Regions from separate parts of the Mus musculus genome. Here region 2 is linked to region 1. The links are chromatin contacts, called in public ChIA-PET maps. All regions are on one chromosome and are shown on one strand. Each heading gives the region's core, a stretch centred on a gene start, on an enhancer-like site or on the middle of the called end of the contact. The rest is flanking DNA. Distances are from core to core; before and after follow the strand shown. Region 1 overlaps Rap1b (RAS related protein 1b). Region 2 has its middle 5.8 kb from the start of Gm32663.

Evidence for each region. ChIA-PET counts read pairs in DNA pulled down with a chosen protein or histone mark.
Region 2: a contact with region 1 is called in an RNA polymerase II ChIA-PET map of effector CD8 T cells, with 664 read pairs. The contact joins two enhancer-like sites. A contact is called at or near these places in 2 of 15 datasets of contacts at CTCF or cohesin (CD8 T cells and large pre-B cells), 9 of 484 Hi-C or Micro-C datasets (the G1E-ER4 cell line, bone marrow-derived macrophages, embryonic stem cells and 3 more), 5 of 115 datasets of contacts at active chromatin or transcription factors (CD8 T cells, bone marrow-derived macrophages, effector CD8 T cells and 1 more) and 4 of 9 other capture datasets (adipose tissue, embryonic stem cells, liver and 1 more).

The regions. Positions count from the first base shown.
Region 1 is chr10:117,826,997-117,832,898 of GRCm38.p6, reverse strand. All of the region lies in intron 1 of Rap1b (RAS related protein 1b), which reads left to right. Among named protein-coding and RNA genes, the nearest start is that of Rap1b, 16 kb to the left of the region's middle. Within about 2 kb of position 3,773, at least 54 of the 459 cell types and tissues checked have an H3K27ac peak or open chromatin away from gene starts, as enhancers often do. A contact at or near this core is called in CD8 T cells, effector CD8 T cells and regulatory T cells, where this site is marked.
Region 2 is chr10:118,004,450-118,010,308 of GRCm38.p6, reverse strand. No RefSeq gene overlaps it. Among named protein-coding and RNA genes, the nearest start is that of Gm32663, 5.8 kb to the left of the region's middle. Within about 2 kb of position 3,303, at least 55 of the 459 cell types and tissues checked have an H3K27ac peak or open chromatin away from gene starts, as enhancers often do. A contact at or near this core is called in CD8 T cells, effector CD8 T cells and regulatory T cells, where this site is marked.

The DNA.
Region 1 (5,902 bases), core at 2,524-5,023:
CCCTCTCTCACTCCCCCCCCTCTCTTTTTCTCTTCCCCTTTATCTCTCTTTCTTCCCCCCTCTCTCCCTCCCCTCACGGGTGTGTGTGTGTGTGTGTGTGTGTGTGTGTGTGTGTGTGTGTGAATTTTTCCCTTCAATTCCCTTGGGTTGGAGCTGCTCATAGAGACAGGCAGCTAATATCTTTTGGGGGGAGGGAGGGTATTTCGAGACAGGGTCTTTTCTGTGTAGCCCTGGCTGTCCTCGAACTCACTCTGTAGACCAGGTTGGCCTCGAACTCAGAAATCCATCTGCTTCTGCCTCCCAAGCGCTGGGATTAAAGGCGTGCGCCACCACTGCCCAGCAGGCAGCAAATAACTTGAGTTGATGTTTGAGCTCTATACCAGTTTGTCTCCACTAAAGTAATAGGCAGAATCTTCCTCATCTCTTTAAGGGTCTATACTACAGGACATAGGCCTGCAAGCCTCTGTAAAGGGCAGGATAATAATTTAGACTTTGTTGACATCCTTATCAGGGCCATTCAGCTCTGCCATTTTAACCTGGTGACAATCAAAGATGATGTTCATTGAATGGCGTGACTGTGTTCCAGTCAAGCTGTTTCCAAACACAGCTTGCAGCTGCTGGAAATGCAGCTCAGTGATGGAATGCTTGCCCAGGAGATGCCAGGTTCGACCCCTAAGTATCTTTTCTGTTCCAGGCTCTGCATTAAGTTTTAATTATACAGCATTGATCATGACACCTAGACCCTAGTCCACAGGATATTTAATTGTCTTAACTTTAACTGTTAGTGTGCATTGGGACAAACTCGAGACAATTTATGCACGTCACACAGCCTGGAGGGAATTTTATCCTGTGTTCATTCTTGTGTTTGTTTTGTTTTATGGGCAGGATCTCAACATGTGGCTCTTACTGTCTAGAACTCAAAAAGATCCTCCTGCCTCTGTCTCCTAAGTGCTGAGATTAAAATTTGTGCCATCATCACGGCTAACCTAAAAGCAGTTGTTATGGTGAGGTAGGGATGCCTGCCCCTGTGTGTGAGACCTCAGGCAAACACTGGAGGTGCTGTGTTCTGTAGCAGTGTAGCTACCCAACTGCAACTTCAGTGTGCCTTGACCAGCAGATGCTGTGCTATCAGCAGACACTTAGTATCCAAGCAATGCTGTGGAATCAAGTTGAAACACCAGCTTTCTTAAAGGTCCTTTGGTCAGTTTCTTGCAGTTTCCTCTATATGGTATATTGTTTGTGCTATATTATTTCTGGCCCTTTTTTTCTGATTTTCATTATTATAAAGCGGGTTTCTGTTCCGAATTGGGGCTCATGTTTTAAAAATAGGCCATAAGCCAGACGGTGGTGGTGCACGCCTTTAATCCCAGCACTTGGGAGGCAGAGTCAGGCAGATTTCTGAGTCCCAGGACAGCCAGGGCTATACAGAGAAACCCTGTCTCGAAAAATAAAAAAACAAAGCAAAACAAACAAAAAAAAAGAGTAGTCTATATATTGATCTTAATAAAAATTCACAATAATTTGGATGTGTCATTTTGTTGCCTGCTATTAAATTACTACTAGATACTTGTACTATTAGAATTCTTACGTTGATTTTTAAGTATTTTCCGTTTCTCAATATAACATACTACCCTTTAGGTTGTCTGCTGAGTCAAGGCCCCTGAGCGGTTTTCAGAGCAGAGCTTTTTCCTGTGTTCCTGTAAATACTTGGTGTTGTTTCTTTCCTCTTCCTGTGCCTGTGTGATGGTCAGGCTTCATTCTGAAGAGTTCTAATTCCATATTAGACTTCCTCTGATACCTTTGTTCCTTTTGGCCTTGGTATATTCTTTTCTATTGAAACGCTGTAGTTCTCTATAAGTCAGTTCCTGGTTTCCACTTGAAGTCTTCATTGTGTTTCTCATAGCACACGCTCCTCCCACCTTTGGTGGCACTGCAGTTTGAACCCACACCCTGATGCTAGGTTACAGCCAAGCACTGAGCCATATCCCTCGCTTAGTCTCTGTTTTGTCTTTCCCTATAAGGCTTCTTGAGAGCAAGTGTGCTCTATTCCCTTTTATAACTAAGACATGTAAGACCAAGTAGATGCCTATCAACATATATTTTATTCTGTAGCCATCTTTTTTACATGCCATTGTTAGTGGACTTTCCCAAGGCATTAGAATACCCAGTAAGTAGTGTTGCTTGGAGGGCACTGGGGCACTCTGGCTTTTAAATGTCTAGTGTCATATTTTGGCTTTACTAGAACGTGATCTGATTCAGAAATTTTGGTTGGAAACTATATATAGCTTATCGGGTGATAGCTTAATGAAATGTGAAGTAGCCTAAAAGTTCCCCCTCTTGTTTTTCCCAGTGGTTTAACTATTGACCACAGACATATATGGAGTGTAGATCTGTGCTTAGGAAGGTCTGTACCTCCTTATTCCTTAGGCTTGGCATTTGTATGTGTTTCTGTTATATAAATCATAGGATGCAAAAGTTAATATCTTTCAATAATAGCAGATATGTAACTTACAGTAAATTGGCTGCTAACCATTGCAGATTGTATCAGCAGATAAAGCTAGGGCTAGAGAGAACTCAACAGTTAAAAGCACGTGCTGCTCTTGCAAGACCTGGGTTTAGTTTCCAGTGTCCACATGAAAGCTCACAACTTTGTAACTTCCATTCCAGAGGTGAGGAACTTAGACAATATACATATATTCATGCAAGCAGTCGTACACATAAAATAATCTTAGAAAAATAAGACCAAGTAGAACATAACTGTTCAACATGCCCCTACACCTGATGGCATTGCCGGAAGCAGAGCTGGCAGCTAAATACACTGATTGCACAGGTAGTCTCAGAACTTCAGAGAGGTTGACATGATAAAGAGGATCCGGATTTAGGCCAGGCTAGGCACAAGGCCCTGTAAGAAAGGAAGAGAGCAGGAACAGAAACCAAAACCAAAAATACGCATGCTTGCTGAGGCAGGAGGATAGTGTTCCAGGCCAGCTTGGGCTATGTGAGAGTTTGTCTTACACAGAAACATTAATGCCGCCTTGTGATCATGGAAACTCAAGTATATAATGGACTTGTGTGTTTGGTTCATCTTCCTGTGTCATACTTTTTCTTTGTCAAAAATAAGTCTGCACAAAATGCAGTGGAGAATGGAAGATCCTGATGGGTCACCAGTACTGATTGCCTCCTCCCAGACCGTTGCCTTTACAATTGGATGCTTTTTGTTTCATTTCCTTTCTTGAGGTCTATAGTCTAGCCCATACTGGCATAAACCCTAGATCCTCCTGTCTCAGCCTCCTGACTAGTGAAATTACCGACATGCCACCACATATATCATAGCTAAAATGTGTGTGAGTGCAGGCATGTGTGTGGCACACCTTGACATGCAGAGGTCAGAGAACGGCCTCCAGTGTCAGTCCTCATCTTCTAGCTTGTTTGAGACTAGGACCTTTTGTTGTTTGCCACTACCTTTGCAAGACTAGTTGACTTGCAACCTCTGGGGACCCTGTCTGCCTTCATCTTGCTGAAGAGCACTGGAGTTACAGATAGTGGCTACAGTCCCCAGCCTTTGTATGGGTGCTGGGAGTCAAACTCAGGTGTCACAGCTGACTGGCAAGTGCTTCAGCCATGTGTCTCCTCAGCTTTTAGAGTCCATGTGTCTCCTCAGTGCTGCTTTTAGAGTTCCTTGGCTGTCTGAAGTCAAGCACTGTGAACAGCTAGGTAGCTAGGATCTCTAGAACAGCGGGTTAATATTCACTCTCTGCTTACTTACTGTGTTGCTCAGTCGCTTAACATTTTGGGCACTGTGTTTCATTTGATCTTCGAAACTCTGAAGGGATTCTGTTAATCCTATCCGTTAAGGAAGTGACACATACAGAAAGGCCAAATAATGACAAAGGTCATGCCCAGTCCAGCATTAACTTTTACTGTATTTTTCTAGTTTATCATAAAAATTACCTTAAACCCTTCCTGTCATAGTCTACTATCTATAGCAAGTAGTAAATTAATATTCATAATGCAGTTATCTAAACTGTCCTGCACAGGAAGCCTGACAAGTAAGTGCACTTGCCTGGAGAGCTAGCAACGTGTCTAATAAGAAAAAAGGGTTGGGTTGTTTGTTTTGGATTTTTGTTTGTTTGTTTTGGGTCAGGGCCTTGTTTATCTGGTCACTCGGCTGAGAGAAGCCTGTAGTGCAGTTAATGCATTCCCTGCAATCAGGTCCTGAACGCAAAGGTGACGTGTGTAACAGAACTGGAAGACATGGTCTTGAGTTGCAGGTCAGGTTTTGTTCCTGAAGATTTCAGTAAAAGATTTGGCAGGATTGGTTGGGATTATAGCTCTATTTACTGGAACTGTTAATACTAACCCATGAAGTGGTAGGAGAGACCTTTTCCCTATTTGTGGTACTAAATCTGGTCAGAACGGACAGAATGCTGTAAGCAGCTTCATGTTGGTTGGTTCTTCGTTATGTTTGGTTTGTGAGGCCGCCTCACTGTGGCCCCGACTCCCCCGTCCTGCTGCCTCAGCTTCCCAAAAGCAGAGGCTCCACTACACCTGGCTAAGAGTTTTATTTTTGACAGGAATCTGGGCCTCTTTTTTTCTTGAAAGATAATTTTTAAACCTGCTCAGTCCTGAATTCTGTTACTGTGCCCAGCAGGTTAGGCTGTGTGTCCTGACACTGAATTAGTTAAAGTTTTTGGAAGCGAAAGGAGACGTTGGTGATCATCAGGAACCGTTGCGGTGCTACTTTGGGACTTGGAGGCGGAAAGAAGTCAGGCATCATCTCACTTGCAGAGTTTAGTGGGAGAAGTAGCATCCCTTGACATCAGGAACTAGTAGTTAAGGGGTTTTACTTAGCCCTTTGTAATTTAACATCGAAGAATTCCAATTGAGGGAGGAGAGTTAAACTAAACAACTTGAGGATAAGAAAACTGCTTGTTACCGACATTCTAAGGGGAGCATTTGTAGCTACTTGTAGACTCTTTGGCATAGAATTTTACTGGAAAAATAATCAGGCATAATCAGGCCTTTAAAATCTTGCTTTTTGAGGCTGAAGAGATGACTCTGTGAGTTAACATACACAAGAAGACCTGAGTTCAACTCCAGCACCATACCCCACTTTGTCCTTTTTATACTTCCCAAGCTTAATTCTCGTGACCGTTTCCCTCCCTCCCCCCTCCCCCAATTTGGATGATAGTTGGAGAGAAAGCCCTGCTATTGCCCTATTTAGAAATTAGAAAAAAGGGTTTTCACTGAATGAAGCATCTTGGAGATTTTTGGGTTACCAAGCCACAAGGAAGAAGAAAATGTAGCTCTTTATATCTTCCTTTGGTTGAATACTCAATACTGTTAATAGGTTTCCTAGTTATGGGCAGTGTATGTGTAGGCAAATTGTGACATTATAGTCAGACCTTTAAAAATCTGTATCATATTTGAAAAATACACAAAAACATATTGAGGCGGTGCTTTCAGAGAGGGTTTTTTATGTAATTCACGCACGCACACACGCACGCACGCACGCACGCACACACACTGACCAGTGTGTCCCTAAGGAAGATTTCTTAATAAGTTTCAGTTTTCAGAACATGTTGGGCTGTTTGCATCCCCTGTCTTGATGCTTTTAACTGCCTTCATAAGTGAGGGGTAGTTCAGTTGGTATAGCTAAAGTTCTAGAACATGTCTCCACAGATTCCCTAAGGTGTGCAGCCTGTTTCTGACACAGAAGGAAATGTAGCTGTGGTGGTGTGTTTATGACAAGAAGATATTCCCACCATCAAGAAAAAGTGCCTTGTAATAATTCAATCCTCTAAACCTTGATGAGAGTATAGGGTACTTGGATGCTGGCATATGGCAGACCTTAACCGCATACTTAAGAGCTACATGTTTCACAGGCTATAATCTATTCCTA
Region 2 (5,859 bases), core at 2,054-4,553, 180 kb before region 1:
TTGAGATTCACCTGTGTCTTGTATTAGTACTGGGCAGAGCCAGGACTCCATCTGATGGTAAACCCTTGCTCATTCCGTTATACCAGTGGCTCTCAGATCAAATATCAAACATCAAATATCCTACTGAAGTGGAAACTTCTGGTTCCTTTGAGAAGCCAGTATGTCAAATGTTTTGCTGAAGCAGACACAGGTGAGAGGATGTTTTACTATAGCAAACATGTGAAAGGACACATGATGTTCAGAAGGAATATGGATATGACCCACAGACAGAGATAGAGCATTGGTTTGCTTTGCTCCACCTCGCCATTCTTTGCTAACAGCATGTGTGTATTGGTTCGCCTTACATTGCATTGCTGAGCTTTGCTGTGGTGATGCCATAGAGAGAAACTCACCAAAGAACTTCTGGTGGTGTTCTGGCGGCTTCTCACACCACATTTCTGCCCCCACACTGCCATCTAACCCATCTTACTGATAGCACGCCATTTCCCTGAGCCTCTCTGGGTCACTCCTGTGGGTCCCACTGATGGACACAGCACATAAAATGTAAAGCATTGTCACAAAAGTGGGTAGAGGGTCAGACCAGTTGAGAGAGTCCCTGAGCAAATATTCAAGGGGTCAGCGATAGAGAAGAGGGTGCCTAAAACATGGAGTCAACTGTTGCAAGCATGGCTGACTTCCATCCCTCTGCATTCGTGTCTCTAGCATGGTGGGAGGAATGTTTTTTTTTAGTGTCCGATCTCTGTGGAGTGGAAACTTGGTTCTCATCTATGGAACTGTTGTGTAGCAGCGATTCTTCCACTCTGTGAAAGGTTTTACTGGTGTCTTTTTAAAAAACGTTTTGTTTTGTTTTGTTTTGTTTTGTTTTGTTTTGTTTTGTTTTGTTTTGTTTGGACTGGTGTTTTGCCTGCGTGTGTATCTGTGTACCACGTGCATGCAGTGCCTGTGGAGGCCAGAAGAGGGCATTGGATCCCCAGAACTAGATTAATGGCCAGTTGGGAGTACTGGGAATTGAACTCTGGTCCTCTGGAAGAGCAGCCAGTGCTCCTGACCACTGAGTCATCACTCCAGCCCCTCACTGGAACAATTGATACCAACAGTATGATCATCAGCTACTCTGGACTCAATCTTGAAATATGAGCTGTGCTAAGCCTGTTGGAATTCTTCAGAGTTCTCTGGCTTCCAAATGCTTCTGAGCTTGATTCTGAGTCTCTTGGGCCAAAAAGAAGCAACTTACAAACATCTAAATCCTAAACTGCTTCCAAACGACACTGCTTCAAAGAACTCTGCGTGAAGCAGCTCCTTTGCTGCTTGAGCTACCTATTGACTGCGGTTCCTTGGCTGTGGTTGTGATTTTTTTTACCCTTGAAAACACAACGCTGGACTCAAAATCAACTGATACTGATACTCAAAATCAAGAGATACCGAGAAGGTCTCTCAGCAACATGAGACAATTAGGGTGACCAAGGTTCTCTATTTATCCAGACGGACAAGGGTCCCAAGATACGGGACTGTCCCCTTTAAAACTGCAAGGTCACTAGCTAACTAGTAGCAAGCTAGTCATCCTATCCCAGGCACTTTATTGGCATATCAAGATGGTATTTGTTTCTGGTTTTTTACTATCATGTACTAATTGTTTATGTATGTATGGATGTATGGATGTATGGATGGATGGATGTCTGGTGTGATATTTCTATGCATGCACTGATCAAATCCATTTTTTTGTTGTTGTTTTGGTTTTTTGTTTGTTTGGTTTTTTGAGACAGGGTTTCTCTGTATAGCCCTGGCTGTCCTGGAACTCACTTTGTAGACCAGGCTGGTCTCGAACTCAGAAATCCGCCTGCCTCTGACTCCCAAGTGCTGAGATTAAAGGTGTGCACCACCATGCCCGGCTCAAATCCAGTTTTAAAAGCAAATCTTTTTCTCTTAATAATCTTTAAGATGTGTCCTAGAACCAAATGTTGCAGCAACCCAAGATGCTAATTACCCATTAATGTCTTTAAACAGCATTTTTTTGTGGCCTTGCAGAAAACCCAACGTTTAAATCTGTGACAATGAACACAGTAGGTTAGGGCTTCCGTAACACCCCCGACGCAGAAGAAATACACCACGCAAATGAAGAGCAAACCTGACACAGGCAACAATGGTTCATTTCGGTATGGAAAGCCCTGGCAGGGACTTCTACAGAAACGCAAGCCTTCAGCATCCCCTAGGAGCCTTTATTCACTGCCAGGAAAAGCTGGGACAGGAGACTTCACTTCTCTGAGGATGGGGGTGGGGCTTTACCTCACTTTCCTTATTCAAGGGCCTTCCTCTGCCCCCTGCCCAGCAGTAATGGAATGAGCAACCCAAATAATGTGCACACTAATTAAATCTTCTATAGAGGTGGGAGGGAAAGAGTCTGGCAAGAGGCCAAGTCGTTTTAATATTTCCTGGGGGAGAAGAGATAAGAACTTAGTCAATCTAATCGAAAGAAAAAGAGACAGAGAGACAGAGAGACAGAGAGACAGAGACAGAAAGAAAGGATGGAAAGAAAGAAAACAAAAGTGAAAGAAAAAAAAAGAAAAAAGTCTATTCCTTCAAGACTCAAGCACCCCAGTTGTAATTGATTGATACCATTTAGAGGTAATCTAGCAGCACTGAATAATTTATTTTAAAATAACAGATGTGGAAACATGAAGCTACACTAGCCACTGTCCAGCAGCACATGTACTCATGATGAATACCATGCCAAGATCAAGCCTTCGTCTTTGTTTTAAAGATTTCCAGACACCTCGTTTTAGTAGTTAAATTTAGGAAGGCAGTAATTTCGAGCCAATGGGTGAGACTGGATTATAAATCTTCATTCCATGAATACAGGCCAATCTTACTGGGCACCGTGCAGGGACGTCAGAAAGACAGTAGAGGATGGAGAAACAGGCCCGCCCTTCACCACAGGCTTGCTTCCGTCAGATCCTTCCTGGTGATAAAACACCTGAAATACATCAACCTATAGAGACAAAAGACTTAGTGTGTTCATGGTTTGGAGGGGCTGACTCATGGTCTCTGGATTATAGTTTGATCAGTGAATAATTGAGTCTGGTACCTATCTGCCAGGACTCCAATATCTGCCCTGTGGAAAGTGAGAGACCCAGCACTGCCTGTGTCCTGCCCACAGCTGGGACCTTTCTGAGTCCTTTGCATAGCGTCTGCTGTGAGGCAAGATTTCTGGTCCACATTTCTGCCAGTGTTGACCTCACTGTCTACTCTCCTATCACCGTAGTGAGACAGACGCCGTGTCAGGGAGTACAGCTGCTGCCTCCTGTGCCCAGGAAGCAGAGTAAAAGGAAGAGGCTGGAGGCCCAGCAGTCTCTTCAAGGAGAAACCACCAACTACATACCTTCCTTCCGCTAGTCCCCACCTCTTAAAGGTCCCACCACCACGACCACGAATAACAACAATATTCCCAAAGCAGTATGACTGGCAGCCAAGCCTTTAACGAAAGCCCCTCTGAGGAATATTTAAGATCTGAATATAATAAGCGAGGAAGACCAACAATAAGTACCAAATAAATAGAAGAAATAAATTCAATGATCAGAGGCAGTGATAAATCTACTCTCATCTCACATTACAGCTCCGTGAACCACTTATAACATCTACGAACTCTCGATTTCAGCTACTGTTAAGACAATAAGGTTGGGTTTTTTCCTCAATGTGGTAAAAGTCATGTGTCTCCATAAAGAATGATTTAACACAGTATTCTAATTTCTCCCACTAAAAGAACCTATATTACTCACCATAGCCTATTAAAGTATTAGATTGGTATTTGTTCTATCAACATATTTAAAGTCCTATAAATAATTTACAACTTTAAAATACAAAGCTTTACAAATAGCCTGGCACTCCCTTCCTCACCACTAATGAACACTCCTTTTCTTGCTAGTACATCTAACACCTGTTCTTTCTAGTTTCTAGTACAAACAAGGCACCAGCCATGTAATACTTCTGTCAGGGTGGGACAGATTATAATAGAGATGAACATTTTCAGGGGTTTAGCATCATGGCCTTCATAGAATACACATGTCCATGATGAAGTTGGCCAAGCAAACTCACTGAACTGCTATTAGTATAAAAACAAAGCACATACAGCTATGTACAGACTATACTCGATAATATCAATAAAGGACTCACTGGGCATGCTAGTACATGCCTGGTGTCCAAGCACTTGGGAGGCAGAAGCAGGAAGATCAGGAGTTCAATGACAACCTCAGCTACAGAACAAGTTTGAGACCAGCCTGAGATCCAAGTCATTCTTGAGTGTGGTGTGTGTGTGTGTGTGTGTGTGTGTGTGTGTGTGTGTGTGTGTGTTTGATTTAATCTCATGCTATTTTCCCCCACCGTGGCAATAGGCAATATCACATACACACATGCACACACACATGCATACACATATACACAAGTGTGTACACATATATACGCACACATATACACATATACACATACATACATACATACATACACACATACATACATACACACATATACATACATACATACACATACATATACACACACATACATGCATACATACACACACATACATATACACAACATACAAACACATGCATACACACACACACGCCTAGGGATATAGTGGACCATGCCATCTAGATGTATGACATATATTCTCACAGACACAAGCTTGCTTAGTGATATATTTCACATAAACTATCTCCAATGTTTAATATCGTGACTGTAGAATATGGGATCAAGTCTCTGTTCTACCTCGGATAGTTTCAACCATCGCCTACTAGCAGAGGAGCAGGCAACAGAGACAAAGCGTGGTCCCATCAGCTTCCTCTCCTGGAGCCTTTTGGAATGGCTGCCCTGCTCACCCCTCAAACTCTACATATTCCTTTCACTCCCTGAGGAATGGCTACCACTTCCCAGCACTTCCCTGTGAACCATCCCCTCCAGAAAAGCTTGTTCTGCAAACCGGAGCCCAAGTTTCCCGTGCATAATTTGTCAGTGATTGATGCCAGCAAGGATATTACCATTTTAATAAGGTCTATAAGAACTGAGAGTCTAAGAATAGGTCTCCAGGCCTTGTGACTGACAGGATACATGGACCAGCCCGAAGAGCTCCTGACCACTGATTTGCAGCCTTCCGGTCCAGGACCCAGGTGCCACACGGAGCCGGAAGCTGCAGAGGGTATCTTGCCTAACATTAGCTCCATGATACAATATAAGGCAGTGCTGTTTTCAACGTTGCTACCGGGAACATTGCGTTCCCTTTGGGGTTCTTAGTCTCATTAATAAAAGGCTTTAAAAACAGACCCAGAAGGGAGCTCAAGGACCGTTTTATTAGCTCTTGAAAGAAAAACAGCAGTGGGGGCAAGCTGTAAGAAGGGGAGGTATGGAAATGGGAATGGTATTCCTTTAGAGACAGGGCTCAAGAAAACCAGGATGCTCGGTGATGGAGGCCAGCTGCAGGACGGGAGGAGGTGTCAAAGCCCAGAGTGTTAGGGAAGGTGTGACCTAGGCCAGGAGAGCACACAGTAGGGCCCTAGGCCAGGAGAGCACACAGTAGGGCTACTGAAAAGATTCAGAAACAGGAGGAATAGCACGTGCTTTGAATTTAGAACTCAAAAATGGAGCGGACTCAGCAGGGAAGATCTACAAAACTGCTACCCTGAGGGAGGGGCTTCTGGGAGGTATAAGTGCGTGATCTCATTAAGGGGATAATTATTCCTCCTGTCCCCTTCACACTCCTTCAGGTCTATCAGATTTCCGGAGGCGTGGTCTCCCTCCGGGTGATTGCCAGGCCCAGCTGGGCTAACTCTTACAGGAGGAGACAATTGCATGTCAGGATCTACTCTTGGG